2 separate regions of the Mus musculus genome follow, and region 2 is linked to region 1. Evidence: chromatin contacts called from public Hi-C data. All regions are on one chromosome and are shown on one strand. The core of a region is the stretch at or near the end of the contact, and the rest is flanking DNA. Distances in the headings are between cores, read along the strand shown. Region 1 overlaps Bphl (biphenyl hydrolase-like (serine hydrolase, breast epithelial mucin-associated antigen)). Region 2 has its middle 45 kb from the start of Gm40909.

Region 1 (7,245 bases), core at 2,536-5,035:
TTCTCGGCTGCTGGGTCGGGAGCAAAGCAGATGTGCCCATAAGTGAACTGTGTTGAAGTGCGTCTTTGTCGGTAGAAAACATGTTTTCTGCTCCTGTCTCGATTCTAAGATGCTTAAAGCCTTCCTAACAATAACGCTCAATTCTCCAGGGGAATAGGATGTTAACAAAAACAAATTGGCAACATTGGCTTTATTATTGCCCCTCTGATGTTTGTGTAGATGAGCCTTCTTATTTCCCAATTTTGTCATACAATATCCAGGAGAAGAACATTTATATGCTTATATTAGATGTACCAATGTTCAACACATATTCCCACGTGCCCACGTTCTTTTTTTTTTTCTTTTTTTCTTTTCTTTTTTTTTTCCTGAGACAGGATATCTCAATGTAGCCCTTGCTGTCGTGTAGCTTACTCTGTAGACCAGGCTGGCCTTGAATTGCCTGTCTTTGCCTCCCTGGTGCTAGGATTAAAAGCAAGCGTCACCATACATTCTGTCTTAGTTAGGGTTTCATTGTTGTAAAGAGGCAGCATGACCTAGGGCAACTCCTATAAGGGACTACATTTAATTGAGACTGGCTTACAGTTTCAGAGGTTCAGTCCATTTTTGTCATGGTAGGAGGCATGGCAGGGTCTGGACCTCAAAACCCACTCCCACAGTAAGACACATCCTCCAACAAGGCCACACCTATTCCAATATTGCCACACCTCCCAATAGTGCCACTCCCTGGGCCAAGCATATTCAAACCACCACACATTCTTTACTGATTTTATTGCTACTGTTTAAGACAGAGTCTCCCTACATATCCTAGGCTGACTTTGAACTTGTGTAATCCTCTTTTCTCTACCCTCTAAGTGCTGGGTCTTCATGTGTGCCACTATGCCCAGCTTGTGTTGTTTATACTTGAAGTTAGTGAATCAGATAAAACCAGCACAGGGAAGCAAAACCTCGGTTTTTTAAAAGTACCACATTTTGGTAATCATTTTGACCAAGGACAGAGATGGGATCAGGTATGTAGAAGGAAAAGCAAGTCAGTGGTTGACTTAAATTCACTGCCAATCCACAAGAAGAAGAGCAATTCTTCTGTCCTGGCATGCCCCCTCCCCATATCCTTCTTGTCACCGCCCTTTATCATGGGAGTGGCCAAGAAGGTCATAAGGTCAAGGGCTGAAGCAGAGGCCATGGACAAAGGCTGCTTGCCCAGTCTTCTAGTACAACCCAGGACTGCCTGACTAAGAATAGCATCACCTGCAGTGGGCTAGGCTCTCCCACATCAGTCATAACTGTTTAAAAATGTCCCATAGACTAGCCCCTTAGCCAATCTAACGGAGGCATTTTGGCAATCGAAGTTCCTTTTTTCTAAGAGGACCCAGGTTTGTGTCAAGTTGACCAGAAGAAGAAAAAATATCTAACTAGGTCAGAGGTCAAGCTCCCGGGTGCCAGAGTGGGTCAAAACAGGAAGTCCCTGTTCAGATTTGCAGTCTGTTATGAAGACACAACCTGGATGGGAAAACTGAGGCACAAACCAAAGCAGTGATGTGTGCTCGAGTGGGTACTGATGCTAACTCACGCATGATACCCTGTCATAGTAAATATTAAATATACCAGTTTGGCATGGTAAATAAGTCTTCCTCCGGGAATTCTTTTCTCTTCCAGCACTGCAGTAACTTCTGCCAAGGTGGCTGTGAATGGCGTTCACCTGCATTACCAGCGCGTGGGAGAAGGGGAACATGCGATCCTCCTGCTTCCTGGGATGTTGGGTATGTGTGGATTCTCATGGACCGCTTCTGCAGGCTGTAGATTCTCCGCGATGGATCTCGATGCTAGATGCCAAGCATCCATCATTCATTCATGTTTGCGCTTGCTAAAAAACTCTTAAGGAATATTTGCCTTGCTCAAAGTCGAATGATCTAGAAAAGTAAATAACTCTCTACTGGATTAATTTCTTACTCTTTTACCCACTTCTTCCCCCACTGAAACACACTGTGAAAACGGTGTCCTATTACTTGGGAGGACTAGAGGGGTCGAGGAAACTGGGGTCCAAAGAAGGAGCAGATGGTGAAGACAGTAAGGTGGTGACCAGCCCTCCCAGTTAGTTTGTCTGGTACCCAAGGGGACATTCCTTTCTGGAATGTGAGACTTACATTACCAAAACCAGGCCAGGATGCATCCGGACCAGGTGTGTTGGATTTGTTTAATAAAATAATAGGTGTGTGGGGGGGAGGGGGAGTGTTAAAAGACTCTTTTCCTAACAGGGTCTTACTTTAAAGCTCACACTTGCCTTAGCCTCATAAACACTTAGATGACAGGTTTGTGCCACCATGCCTGGTCTAGTTTAAACTCAGACTCAGATGAGCACGTCACCACCTGCAGTGTGTGGAGCTGAATCTCAGTCCTGTTTTATGGAAAAGCAGTTCGGGTTTAGAAAGTTCCAGAGAGGGTGCGCCATGATTTGGGGGATTTTAGGGTTGCTGCTTGCTTGCTTGCTTCCTTTTTCTTTTTGGTATTTGTGTAATCCCAGTAGAGATTTATTGTGATTTGCCTCTTTCTCCTAAAGGTCACATGCTAAAACTTTCAGCTCCCCTTGACCCTGCTCTCCAGGCCCCTGCTGACACAGTACCACTGCGGCAAGTGAGAGGCTTGGGACACTTAGCACCCGTTTCTTAAGCTTCTGAAATGAAGGAGATGTATACTCCAAAAGCTGGTGTCCAATTAAACCATCAGCAAAAGCAGTTTACCATATTAGAGATGATTTTAAATTACTCTAACACTGCGGCATTAACTACACAAAACATCCACCAGTATAATTTTTTTTTTCATTTCTGGAAAGTATTGGCATGATCCCACAGCTTTAAAATGGAGCAGTGGGAGTCTTTCCCCTACCTTGTCCCCTAGTTTCCCATGTGCCCCGCAGAATCATGTACTGATAATTATGTCTGTTCCCTAAATATTTGTTTAAGGTTTTAGTGCTCTTGGCCCTAGTTTCCGAGTGCATGCCCAGTGTTAGAAAGCAAATGTTTCCTTATTGGTGAAACTGTTATTCTAGCTTGATCTCACCACCCCTCCAACCCCTTACTTTTTGCCCTCCTTTAGGATACTTCTAGTTCAAGGGCATACAAGAAACTCCTGTGAGAAAGCCGGAGACAAGGGCTGGCAATCATTGACCTGCTTTTGGTGTGGGTTTTTTAATGATTTGTGTGATGGACCTAGATAGTAAGTGAACTTGGCTGGCTGTATATTTGTGGCCCAAGTTCTGAGTGCTTAGAAATCAAACAAACTGCTCAGTCAGTGTGGACTTTCCCCTGGACAGAGCTCTTAGTATGTGACCTTACAAACACACACACACACACACACACACACACACACACACACACAAGATGGATGTGAGCACACCACATCTCTGGTGGCTGAGCTGGTGGGGATTAACAGGGCCATTACAGGCTCTTGGCATAGGCCCCTTCGTGCTGGTTTGATAAAATACAATTTGATTTCTTAAACACACACGTTTCAGGGTTTTCATTTACTTCTACTTACTCTTAAAAGGCATTTATATTAGCTTATTTGAAAACATCTGGAATATGACACTTCTACCTGTATGCCATTGGGATCTCCGTCATTTCTAAGTCCTTAGAGAGCTAATACCCAGAAACTATCAAATTTGAAAGTTTATTTCAGTAAGGTTTATTTAATCCTTCCAAAGGAGGCATAGGAAGACTAAACTGTAAGGCTGTCAAAAGCGCTTCAAAAATACTGGTCCCGAGCCTCACTCTGGGCCTATGTCTTCCTCAAAATTACCACTAGAGGGAGACCGGAGACAGGTCCTAACTCCATCAGGCTTGGCAATGCGCCTCTGTGTGGAGCCATTGCAACACAACTCCCCACCCCCACTAGGGGTTTTTCTGGTTAATTTTTTAGAGCACCAAGAACTGTCTTTTAAAATTGTTACTGCTTCTATTTTGCTCTGGTGTTGGCTATGCTGAGAACATTCAGTGGACCGTAACCCAGTGGGTGTTTTCAGGTAGCGGAAAGACCGATTTTGCACCTCAGCTTCAGAGCCTAAATAAGAAGCGCTTCACATTGGTGGCCTGGGACCCTCGAGGATATGGATATTCCAGACCCCCAGATCGAGATTTTCCACGGGATTTTTTTGAAAGGGATGCAAAGGATGCTGTTGACTTGATGAAGGTGAGACCCAGAGAAGTGCTGGAGTGGGGAGAGATGACTGGGCCCATCTTTATTTGTTCTAATTCCTGGTGTTCTTTCTTTTTACAAAGGCAATACCAAGTGAGTCTAATATAAGGAAGAGCTAAAGGACCAAGTAAAAACAGAGCCCAGCTATCTAATGATGCTACTGCCAAGACACCAAGGCTCTGCCTTTCCCACCAGTCTCCTGGCATAAGTGCAGTTTTAGTTTTGTTTTGTGTTACTTTGGTTTGAGACAGATTTTCATTGTATAGTCTTAATGGGCCTTGAGATCTCAACCCTTCTGCTTCAGGCTCTGACATACTAGGATTGCAGGCCTACAACACCACACCACACATAGCAAAATACACAGCTTTATACAGATGAAAATGGAGTCCTAAACCAGAGGTTCAACTCCATGGCTTCCACCCAAAAAAAGCAACAAGAAATGCTGGTGAAGAGACAGGAAAGTGTTCTAAAACCAAAACTGCCATTTGGAGAAGATGGAAAGTAAGCCCTTCGGACCATCTTCAGGGTACTGACATGAGCTTTAGGTTTAGGGAGAGCAAGAACTGGAGAGGTAGCAAGAAGTCTACAGAATTAAGCTGTCCTGGTCAAGGTGTGGTCTGGTGTTATCTCAGTTCTGGTTCTGCAGGGAAGCCTGAGGAAGTCATGACTGTTGATGCTCAGGAGTCATCTCACAGGGTGACTTGTCTGTAAGGCTCTGCCATTCCTGCAATCCAAGCTGACTTCAGGCTTAGAACCATGTCTGGAACAGGACATTAAGAAAGGCAACGGTAAGGTGCCACCGCTGCTTGTATGCTCGTGCCTTCAGCCTTGATGGGATTATCCTAGCAGGGTTACCATTGTTGTGATGAAACACCATGACCAAAGCAACATGGGAAGGAGTTTATTTGGCTTACACTTCTATGTCACAGTTCATCATCAAAAGAAGTACTAAAGGACAGGTACTAAAGCAGTGCAGAAATCTAGAAGCAGAAACTGGTGCAGAGGCCATGGAGGGGTGCTGCTTACTGGCTTGTTCCTCATGGCTTGCTCAGCCTGTCTTCCTTTAAAACCTCCAGCCTAGGAATAGCACCACCCACAGTGGGCTAGGCCCTCCCTCTCCAATCACTAGTTAGAAACTGCCTTACAGGTTGCCTATAGCCCGATATTATGGAGGCATTTTCTCCACTGAAGATGCCTCTTCTCTGTTGACTTTAAGCTTGTGTCAAGGTGACATAAAACTAGCCAGTAGAGGGGTTAAGATCGCTTAAGTACCACCAGCCTTTAGATAGACAGTCCTTGAATGCTTAACATGCCTACCTGCAGAGTTGAGCAGGAATCCAACCCAAAGTAAAGAAGATACAAAAGGAAGATGTAAACCTCCAGCTTTTGTCCTGCTTTTAATTATTGTTTAGGCCCAGGTAAGGAGTCAGAACTTTCTAGCAAACACAGTATTTTATTTGGTTATTTGGATATTCTGAGGCAGGATATTGCTAGGTAGCCCTGGCTAGCCTCAAGCTCACTGTGTAACAGGGTAGCCTCTGTGTCCAAAGTGCTGGGCTTACAGGGGTGTAGTGCTGATGGTATCACATCCTTCTGGTTTGCTGTTCGTTTCCGGATGAACATGCTCACTGCCATTGTCCCCTGTCTGTGCTCCCACTCTCTGTGGCTCCACTTATCTATGGCCAACTGTGGTCTGGAAAATTCCAGAAATAATTCATTCATAGTTGTAATGTTTTGTACTTTAAATTAAGTTTACTTTTAGCTTATACATTAATACATTTTAAAAAAAATTGTACACGCCAAAGAGTTAAATAAGGTTCCAGGATATGTCTATACTGCATAATGAATGTCCAAACCAGGTTAAACATGTCTGTCTCATCAACCATTGTTGCTTAGTTGCTTTGTGCCTTGTTTTTTTTTTTTTTTTGAAACAAGATCACTCATTGGCCTGAAGATTCCCCAAGAAGACTAGGCTGGATGGCCAGAAATCCTCCTGTCCCCACCTCCTCAAAGCTGGGATTGCATGCATGCACCACTGTGTCTAGCTTTCTACATGTGTCCTGAGAGAGACCCCAGGTCCCCATGCATGTTCCACAAGCCCTTTACCAACAACACTGTCTCCCCAGTCCTGTCCCCAACATTTATCATTTCCTCATGAGAAAAACTTCTGAAATATTTCCTCCTGTCTTTCTAAAATGCAAGTTCATTAATGTTATCTGTAGCACTCTGTCATGAGTTTTAAATCCCATGATATTCTGAGTGGTCCAGTAAATGTGATGCTGCTCAGCCATCCTGGCTCCACCCCACCCCACCCCAACTGTTAACATATCCCCTGTCCAAGGTATCTGCTCTATACTTCACGTATGTGTGTAGCTCTTGGTACCATACATTACAAGGCATCCCTGGTGAGGTATGGCTATGTATAGATTGTATAACCCCAGCAGGATCAAGAGAGCTGCTACGTTTCACTGGATGTATCCACTGGTTTATTCTACGCATCATCTACTGGTAAATGGTGAATTTTGAGCTATGTTTTGTTATAAGTTGCTCATGGGCATTTGTCAATTTTGTGATTACGAGCAATGTTGTTTATATCCTGGGTCTGTCTCCTGGTAAATGAGTCCAGGAGGGCAGTGTGCTAGGCTATAGATAATACAGATTCTCATTCTGCATATTAATGTCAAATGGTTAGCCAGAGAATGTGTGTGCATGTGGGGTGGCACCAGCAAGAGTCCTGGCTAACATTCGCTAGTTCCTTGACTTTAACCTTTTCAGACAGTGTTTTACTTCCAGAAGCCTCTTTGCCATGCTCTGTCAGCTTTCTTTGCTGAGCACATTTTTGGGGTCCTGGTTGATTCACCACCCAAGGACAGACACGGCTTTGCTATGACACTGTGCTCCCTCTTGTCTTTAGCCAGTTCTTCCCACAACTACAGCTGTGGCTTCACCAGATACTCGGATGCATTTTATCTTAAGATCCTTTCCGATCTCCATGATTGTCCTCTGAGCCACACCCAGGTGCACACACACACACACACACACACACACACAGAGTGC
Region 2 (7,245 bases), core at 1,647-4,146, 500 kb after region 1:
GATGACCTATCAGCAACAGGCAGGAAGTAGAAGGTGGGAGTTCCAGTAGAGAGACTGGAATTCTGGGAGAGAGTCAGAGGCAGGAGGTTCTCCACCCACCCCGACTCTGTGGAAGTCAGGGGTATGAAACTGAGGAGATGAAATCAGCCATGCGGAAAGCATAAACAATATATATACATACATACATATATATATATATATATATATATGTGTGTGTGTGTGTGTGTGTGTGTGTGTGTGTGTAGAATAATAAATTAAGACTTAGTCAGGGAACCAGCCTAGGTATGGTCTAGGCATTTTTTAATAATAATAAAAAAATAACCCTCCAATTATTATTCAGGAACTGGGGCACAGGTAGAAAAGACCATGGCTATAGGGCAGGTGGTCCTGAGTTGTGTAAGAAATCAGACCATGAGAAACTAGCCAGTAAGCAATGTTCCTCCATGGCCTCTGCTTCCAGATTCCTGCCTTGAATTCCTGCCTTAGCATTCCTCCATGGTAGACAGTAACCTGTCATCTAATTAAGCCCTTTCTTCTCCAAGTTGCTTTTGGCCAGTGTTTTTATCACTGCCACAGAAAGAAAACAAGGACATCTTGAGACTACTCAGACAGGGAGTTCAAAGATTAACACCTTGACATAGCAGAGATGCTTAGAAGGCAAAACCCCAACCACCAATGAACTCAGTAGTAAGACTAAAAACACATAGAAAGACCTTCATTTGAAAGGAGAAAGTCACTCAAAAGGCCTCCTGGGGAAGTAGTTTCATTGGCTCTCATTCTAGACACCCACAGGCTGTTTAGCCATAGTCCAAGAGTGCCTGGCTGCCTTTTAAACTGTCAGAACTTCCTCTGTCCAAATGAAGCTGGCTTTGCAGGCATGCAGAGAGGAGGAGTTAGGGTCATGGGGACTGGTGCCAAGGTTTCAGAGAAAATCCTGAGGCCAAGCTGTCTATAGCAGGGTCAGATTCCATTCATAGAGACCCCAAGAGATCAATGCATTAAGCTGCAAAGGTGAAATGTAAGTTCTAATGGCTACCCCAGGATGTCAGAGATAACAAGAATATCTCAAGGAAACCTACAGGCCCTGAGTGACACTGGCTCAAAAGAGAATTCATGTGTGCTGCAGATGGCAGGTCCCTGGGAACAGGGCTACCTAAGTCTGTTGGAGTTCAGGAGATGCCACCACTTTCACTTTGCTCTGGCTTTAATGTTTGTTCTTCTGGGTTATACTCTTGCTTTGGTCAAATATTTCCTGGACCCCATTCCTGTCTTTCAGAATGAGAATGTTTACTTGGTGCTCTTGTGTGTTAGAATTTCTTTTACCCCTCACTGGGACTCACAGCTAAGAGACTGAATTCTTAGAAGACACTTTGAACTTTGGAGTGTTCAGTAGTGTTAAGACTTGCGGGCTATTTTAAAATAGAAATTAATGTGATTTTCATCATGAGATGGCAATGAACCCATGTGGACTGGAGATAGAATAACATTGGCCAAATGAATATAAAATATTACCTACCGGCTCATGTGTTTGAACATTTGGTTCCCAACTGATAGCACTGCTTTGGGAGGTTTTGGAACCTTCAGGATATATGGCTTAGCTGACAGGACCTTGTCATGGTCGGCAGGGCTTGAAGGCTCCAGCCTGAGCTTTCTATTTCCTTGTCCAGCTGCCATGTGAGGGGCTCCATCTCACTCGCCCAACACTATGGAGATGCTCTGCTTTGCCACTTTCATGATGAACTGAACCAAAATAAATCTTTCCTTCGTATTGTCTGGTCCCTTGCCACTACGATAGGCAAGCAATACATTTTGCTTCTGGCAATCATGCACAATGGGCCAGTTCTCCACATATGTTCATAAACCCTGCCTAGGTAACTTATAAAGAAGTCTTCTATAAAGAATCATATCCCTTGAGCTACACGTCCTCATTCATCCAATACAAGCTACTCACTGGCTATGGGTCATTGGCTGCCTCCTACCCAATGTAGGAGATTAAATTGAGGGTCTCTCAAGCGCTGGTGAAGCACTCTACCCCTGAACTACACTCTCCATGTAGTAAAGCTCAACTGTACTATAGAAACTTGTGAGGCAGACTAGATGTGAAAACAAGAATGCTTTCAACAAGCATCATTGACTAGTTCTGTAGTTGGTATGATACAGAGAAATACAGAAGATATAATTGTAGCCCTCGGCAAGAGCATTGAATTCTGGCTTATCCCACAGCCTAGCTCCCTGTCTGAGTAGTTTTATGGTATCCTTGTTTGCTTTCTGTTTCTGTGATAAAACACTGGCCAAAAGCAACTTGGAGAAGAAAGGGCTTAATTAACTTACAGGTTACTGTCTACCATGGGGGAAAGCTAAAGCAGGAATTCAAGGCAGGAGTCTGGAAGCAGGAACTGAAGCAGAGACCCTGGAGGAACACTGCTTACTGGCTAGATTCTCATGGCTTGCTTAGCCTGCTTTCTTACACAACTCAGGCTCACCTGCCCACAAATGGCACCACATATAGTGGGCTGGGCTCTCCCACATCAATGAACAACCAACAAAACGCCTCTCAGATGTACCCAAAGCTAACCCTGAAGGAGACAATTCTTCAGTTGAGTTTCCCCCTTCCCTAGTGTGTCAAGTTGATAATTATGATAATTTAGAAATGAATAGAAACTTGGTTCATCTCCCTACTCAAATGGTTCATTTGTGGTTCTGTTTTGTGGCCATTCTACCTCTGCCTTATACTGAATTTATGACAAAAACATAGCCTTCCAGAGGCTGAAAAGAAAATGAAAATGCTTTGATACTTAAAAAGTGCACAGTTAAATGCACTTTTCCAAGACTGTATCTGACTCCCTGGGATATGACGCATACAAATGTATCCTCAGGTTTCTTCCCCTATTGGCATGTGACAGCTGTGGTTGGTCTTACAAATCTTGTCAAACAGTGGTTACAAAACCTGAGACACATTTATCTTATCTCCTGGACCAAAAAAAAAAAAAAAAAAAAAAAAAAAATCAATTCAGTGCTTGTTGGAGAAACTCCATTTTATTTGATATCAGGAAAGTGAGTGTTTCAGTCCACAAATTTTATTTCCTCCATCAAAGCATGCAAGGCAGAATCCTTGTGGGTGACTTTAAAACTAACATTCCCTTTGGGAAGGAGTTGGAGATCTTTGCTTTAGATAGAGAGAAAAGTTCGATCTTCAAGACCAGCCAACCTTCCAGGGCCTCTCCCTCCCATCCTAATGCAATCGTGTGTCTGTGTAGCACAGACAGCTGTTTACACAGATAATATTTACTCAGGGCAGAAGATCAAGAAGATTCCTTTCCTATCAGACATCTGGAAATGTACGCAAACTTACCAGCAATGTTTGCAGATCTTGCAGAGGTCTAAAACAAAATGTGGCGGGTCTTTTTGTTCTCAGTTGTTTCCCTTGCTCTCTGCTCTTAGCCCTTAGCTGACAGTGATGATCAAGCTACAGAATACAGAATTGTCATGCCTTCCATCAGGAATCTGAATACCAAAGACGCTTTCTTGGGATAGGCAGGGTCCAGCCTTACATGTGGTTGCATAACAGAAGGCAGGGGAGGGAAACAGCAATAGTAAAAGGTTTCTGAATGTGCAACAGTGAAAATTAGTTCCAAGTCAACTAACACAACGAACCCAAGATGTTTCTGATAGTGCTTGCCCATCTTGCATTATGTGACTTCACAGCCTCCTTGGTTCTTATGGCACAGCATATAGTCAATCCCAGGCCAGAAGTCTTCTACTGAAATTACAGCGGTTCTTCCTAGTTGAATGTTCCTGGCTTTCATTCTCTCCCATCCTTTCAAAGCACACCTATGATACAGATTCTCTCTTATGAATCAATTCTCTGAAGAAGCTGAATTTTTGGTAGTTGTGTTTTCAATAATAATTTTAGTATATTGCACTCTGTGTTTTTTATGCATTTCTTTTTATTAATTGGATAATTTCTTGTAATATTATTTTCTTTTTTAATATTTTTATTAGGTATTTTCCTCATTTACATTTCCAATGCTATCCCAAAAGTCCCCATACCCTCCCCCCAACTCCCCTACCCACCCACTCCCACTTTTTGGCCCTGGCGTTCCCCTGTACTGGGGCATATAAAGTTTGCAAGTCCAATGGGCCTCTCTTTCCAGTGATGGCCGACTAGGCCATCTTTCGATACATATGCAGCTAGAGTCAAGAGCTCTGGGGTACTGGTTAGTTCCTATTGTTGTTCCACCTATAGGGTTGCAGTTCCCTTTAGCTCCTTGGGTACTTTCTCTAGCTCCTCCATTGGGGGCCCTGTGATCCATCCAATAGCTGACTGTGAGCATCCACTTCTGTGTTTGCTAGGCCCCGGCATAGCCTCACAAGAGACAGCTATATTATATCTGGGTCCTTTCAGCAAAATCTTGCTGGTGTATGCAATGGTGTCAGCGTTTGGAAGCTGATTATGGGATGGATCCCCAGGTATGGCAGTCTCTAGATGGTCCATCCTTTCGTCACAGCTCCAAACTTTGTCTCTATAACTCCTTTCATGGGTGTTTTGTTCCCACTTCTAGGAAGGGGCAAAGTGTCCACACTTTGGTCTTCGTTCTTCTTGAGTTTCATGCATTTAGCAAATTGTATCTTACATCTTGGGTATCCTAAGTTTCTGGGTTAATATCCACTTATCAGTGAGTACATATTGTGTGATTTTTATGCATTTCTTCTGGCAAATACAATCCTGTCGCAGCGTCGTCTCTCCCTCCCCTACTCCTACCCATTATTCCACATTTTCCCTACGAAGAGGCTTCTCTCTCCAGCTACAAACATCTTATGAATCTGACGTCTGACGCAGGGCGCTTGAGTGACGCAGGGCGCTTGAGTGACGCAGGGCGCTTGAGTGACGCAGGGACCACTGAGAAGCTGAATGACCTTTTTGACACTGAGTCCCTTTCGATCCTTCTAGGCACCATTAGGATTACATTTCCCACTTCCCAAAGACCCACCTCACTTCTAGGATTCCTTTTATGGTGCGTCTATTATCTCCTAACCGTCTAAAAGCAAAGTCCTTTCTTCTGAGCTCGGTTTCTGAATAGAGAGCTGCGATCACACAGACTTTAAACCTTTTTCCCCAGGAGAATCTCCCACCTCAATTGGCTCCCCAAGAAACCTTAACTATTGAATTGATCAGAGGCACCTGGTCTCAAGCAACACAAAACTCATCTGTCTGTCACACACTGACCTATGACTGATTTTTATTAACAAGAAGTCCTGAAGTACATGGCCCAATCTTAGTTACACTGGTTTTGTCATAACATCAAAGAATCAGACTCCATCTTCCCAGTAAGCAGATAGCAGTGTGTGTGGGCTCTTTCCACCTGGATCTCACATTTCCCAGAAGATCTTTAAACAAAGAGATTTTCATATGCAGTGCCTAGCATATGAGTAAAAATTGTTTTCCAGTGTTCTTTCCTGACTGTAAGACTTCACTTGTGTTCTACTGGTCAGAAATGAGTCGCATCCCCAGGCCTAGAGAGGACACTGGCACAGGGCAGTTGTCATAATTGACTTAGATAAATGTTGTCCCCAAGAATGTCCCCAAGATTGAGTATTCTATTAATAAACTTGAAGGGGACCCTTCCCATGTAAGTGGGGACCCACCTATAGTGCTTTTTAAAGTCACTTTATAAGCATAGTATGGATCTAATATCTAATTGAAGAACTTCATTTCCATTGGTTGCCACAGCTTCTCTATAGGAGATTAAGGGAGTCCGCAAGGTCCTGCCAACCCCACCAAACTTCTGGAACATTGCCTTTCTTTTTAATCTTTACTCTGTATAAGGTTTTAAAAAAATTAGTACACCCATTATTGTTTCTAAAAAGCATTAAGAGTAAGACAATGCTACTTGGAATTCATTCAATGAAATTAGAGATCATTGGCAGTTAGGATAATTCCAACTTAATGTTATTTGGATAGAGGATCCATTTGCTTGGACATTCTGATTTGGATGCAGCTGGATAAACAGTGTCCCCAAAGTTATACCAGCTAACTATATTATCAAGCCAGAAAGATTTGTGAAGTCTGTATTATTCCAAGCCCCCCCCCCCCCATAGACCTTCATCACATCTGTTACCATATGAAAGAGTGCCTCTAGGAGGAGGCAGTCAGTCCAAATCTACTGGATCACTAGGACGGGAAAAACTGCCCAGGCAGATAAGGGAAGGCTCTGAGAGGAGAAGGGACTCCACTGATGGTGCAGGCTGAGTAGAAATTCAGTGAGGGTAAGAAAGAAAAACAGCTGAGGTCATGGGTCAGACCACAGAGACACCACAGCATGAAAAACAACGCATATTCCCTGTTCAGGAGAAGCTTAGTTCTTTGACTCTCCTTTCAAGGAGGACTATGGAGGACCCCAAAGGAGTGATGTGTGCAGATAACAGAGTCTGATGATGTAATGGTTTGTATATGCTTGGCCCAGGAAGTGGAAGGATTAGAAGGTGTGGCCTTGTTGGAGTAGGTGTGTCACTGTGGGCATGTAAAATCCTCACCCTAGCTACCTGGAAGTCAGTCTTCCACTAGCAGCCTTCAAATGAAGATGTAGAACTCTCAGCTCTGCCTGCACCATGCCTGTCTGGATACTGCCATGTTCCTGCCTTGATGATTATGGACTGAACCTCTGAACCTGTAAGCCAGCCCCAATTAAATGTTGTCCTTTACAAGACTTGCCTTGGTCATGGTATCTGTTCACAGCAGTAAAACCTTAACTAAGACAGAAGTGTACATATATAATAGCTCTGGAGACTAAAATGTATAAGGTCAAAGAAATAGACTCTGCAGAGTGCCCTGCTGATAAGTCCTCACACTGTGGAAGGCAGAAGGGTAAGTGAATGGAGTGTGTCTTTGCTTGCCAGAAGAGAAGAAATGGGTCCTCTAAGGACTTCTATAGCATCACAGATCCATTTACAAGGGCAGAAGACCTCCCAAAGCGTAAGTCCAAACAGTTGCATCAGAGATTGTTACTGTTACGTGAAGTTTTGAAGGGGAGGAACATATTCAAACCAAAGCGTGTCCCAGTTTTAAACTCTGAATCTCAAAGAACAGGAACAATGAAAAGTCTTGAGAAAGAAAGAGATGGCCCAAACCACTTGTTTTTCTGACTTCTGAATGTGGCCAGGCTTTTACAGGAACAATGTTAAGATGCTTCCGAGTCTCCCAGTTTCCCTGTGTGTGACCGTCTGAGATCTGAAGAGTTCGCAGCA

Evidence for each region. Hi-C and Micro-C count contacts between places; a contact is called where the count stands out from the background.
Region 2: a contact with region 1 is called in a Hi-C map of liver, with 2.4 times the contacts expected there. The contact joins two enhancer-like sites. A contact is called at or near these places in 2 of 484 Hi-C or Micro-C datasets (both in liver) and 1 of 115 datasets of contacts at active chromatin or transcription factors (pancreatic cancer cells).

What each region holds. Positions count from the first base shown.
Region 1 is chr13:34,042,771-34,050,015 of GRCm38.p6, forward strand. Bphl (biphenyl hydrolase-like (serine hydrolase, breast epithelial mucin-associated antigen)) reads left to right here. Exons shown (of 7, transcript NM_026512.1): 2 at 1,654-1,757; 3 at 4,016-4,182. Among named protein-coding and RNA genes, the nearest start is that of Bphl, 8.8 kb to the left of the region's middle. Within about 2 kb of position 3,786, at least 16 of the 459 cell types and tissues checked have an H3K27ac peak or open chromatin away from gene starts, as enhancers often do. A contact at or near this core is called in liver, where this site is marked.
Region 2 is chr13:34,547,420-34,554,664 of GRCm38.p6, forward strand. No RefSeq gene overlaps it. Among named protein-coding and RNA genes, the nearest start is that of Gm40909, 45 kb to the left of the region's middle. Within about 2 kb of position 2,897, at least 4 of the 459 cell types and tissues checked have an H3K27ac peak or open chromatin away from gene starts, as enhancers often do. A contact at or near this core is called in liver, where this site is marked.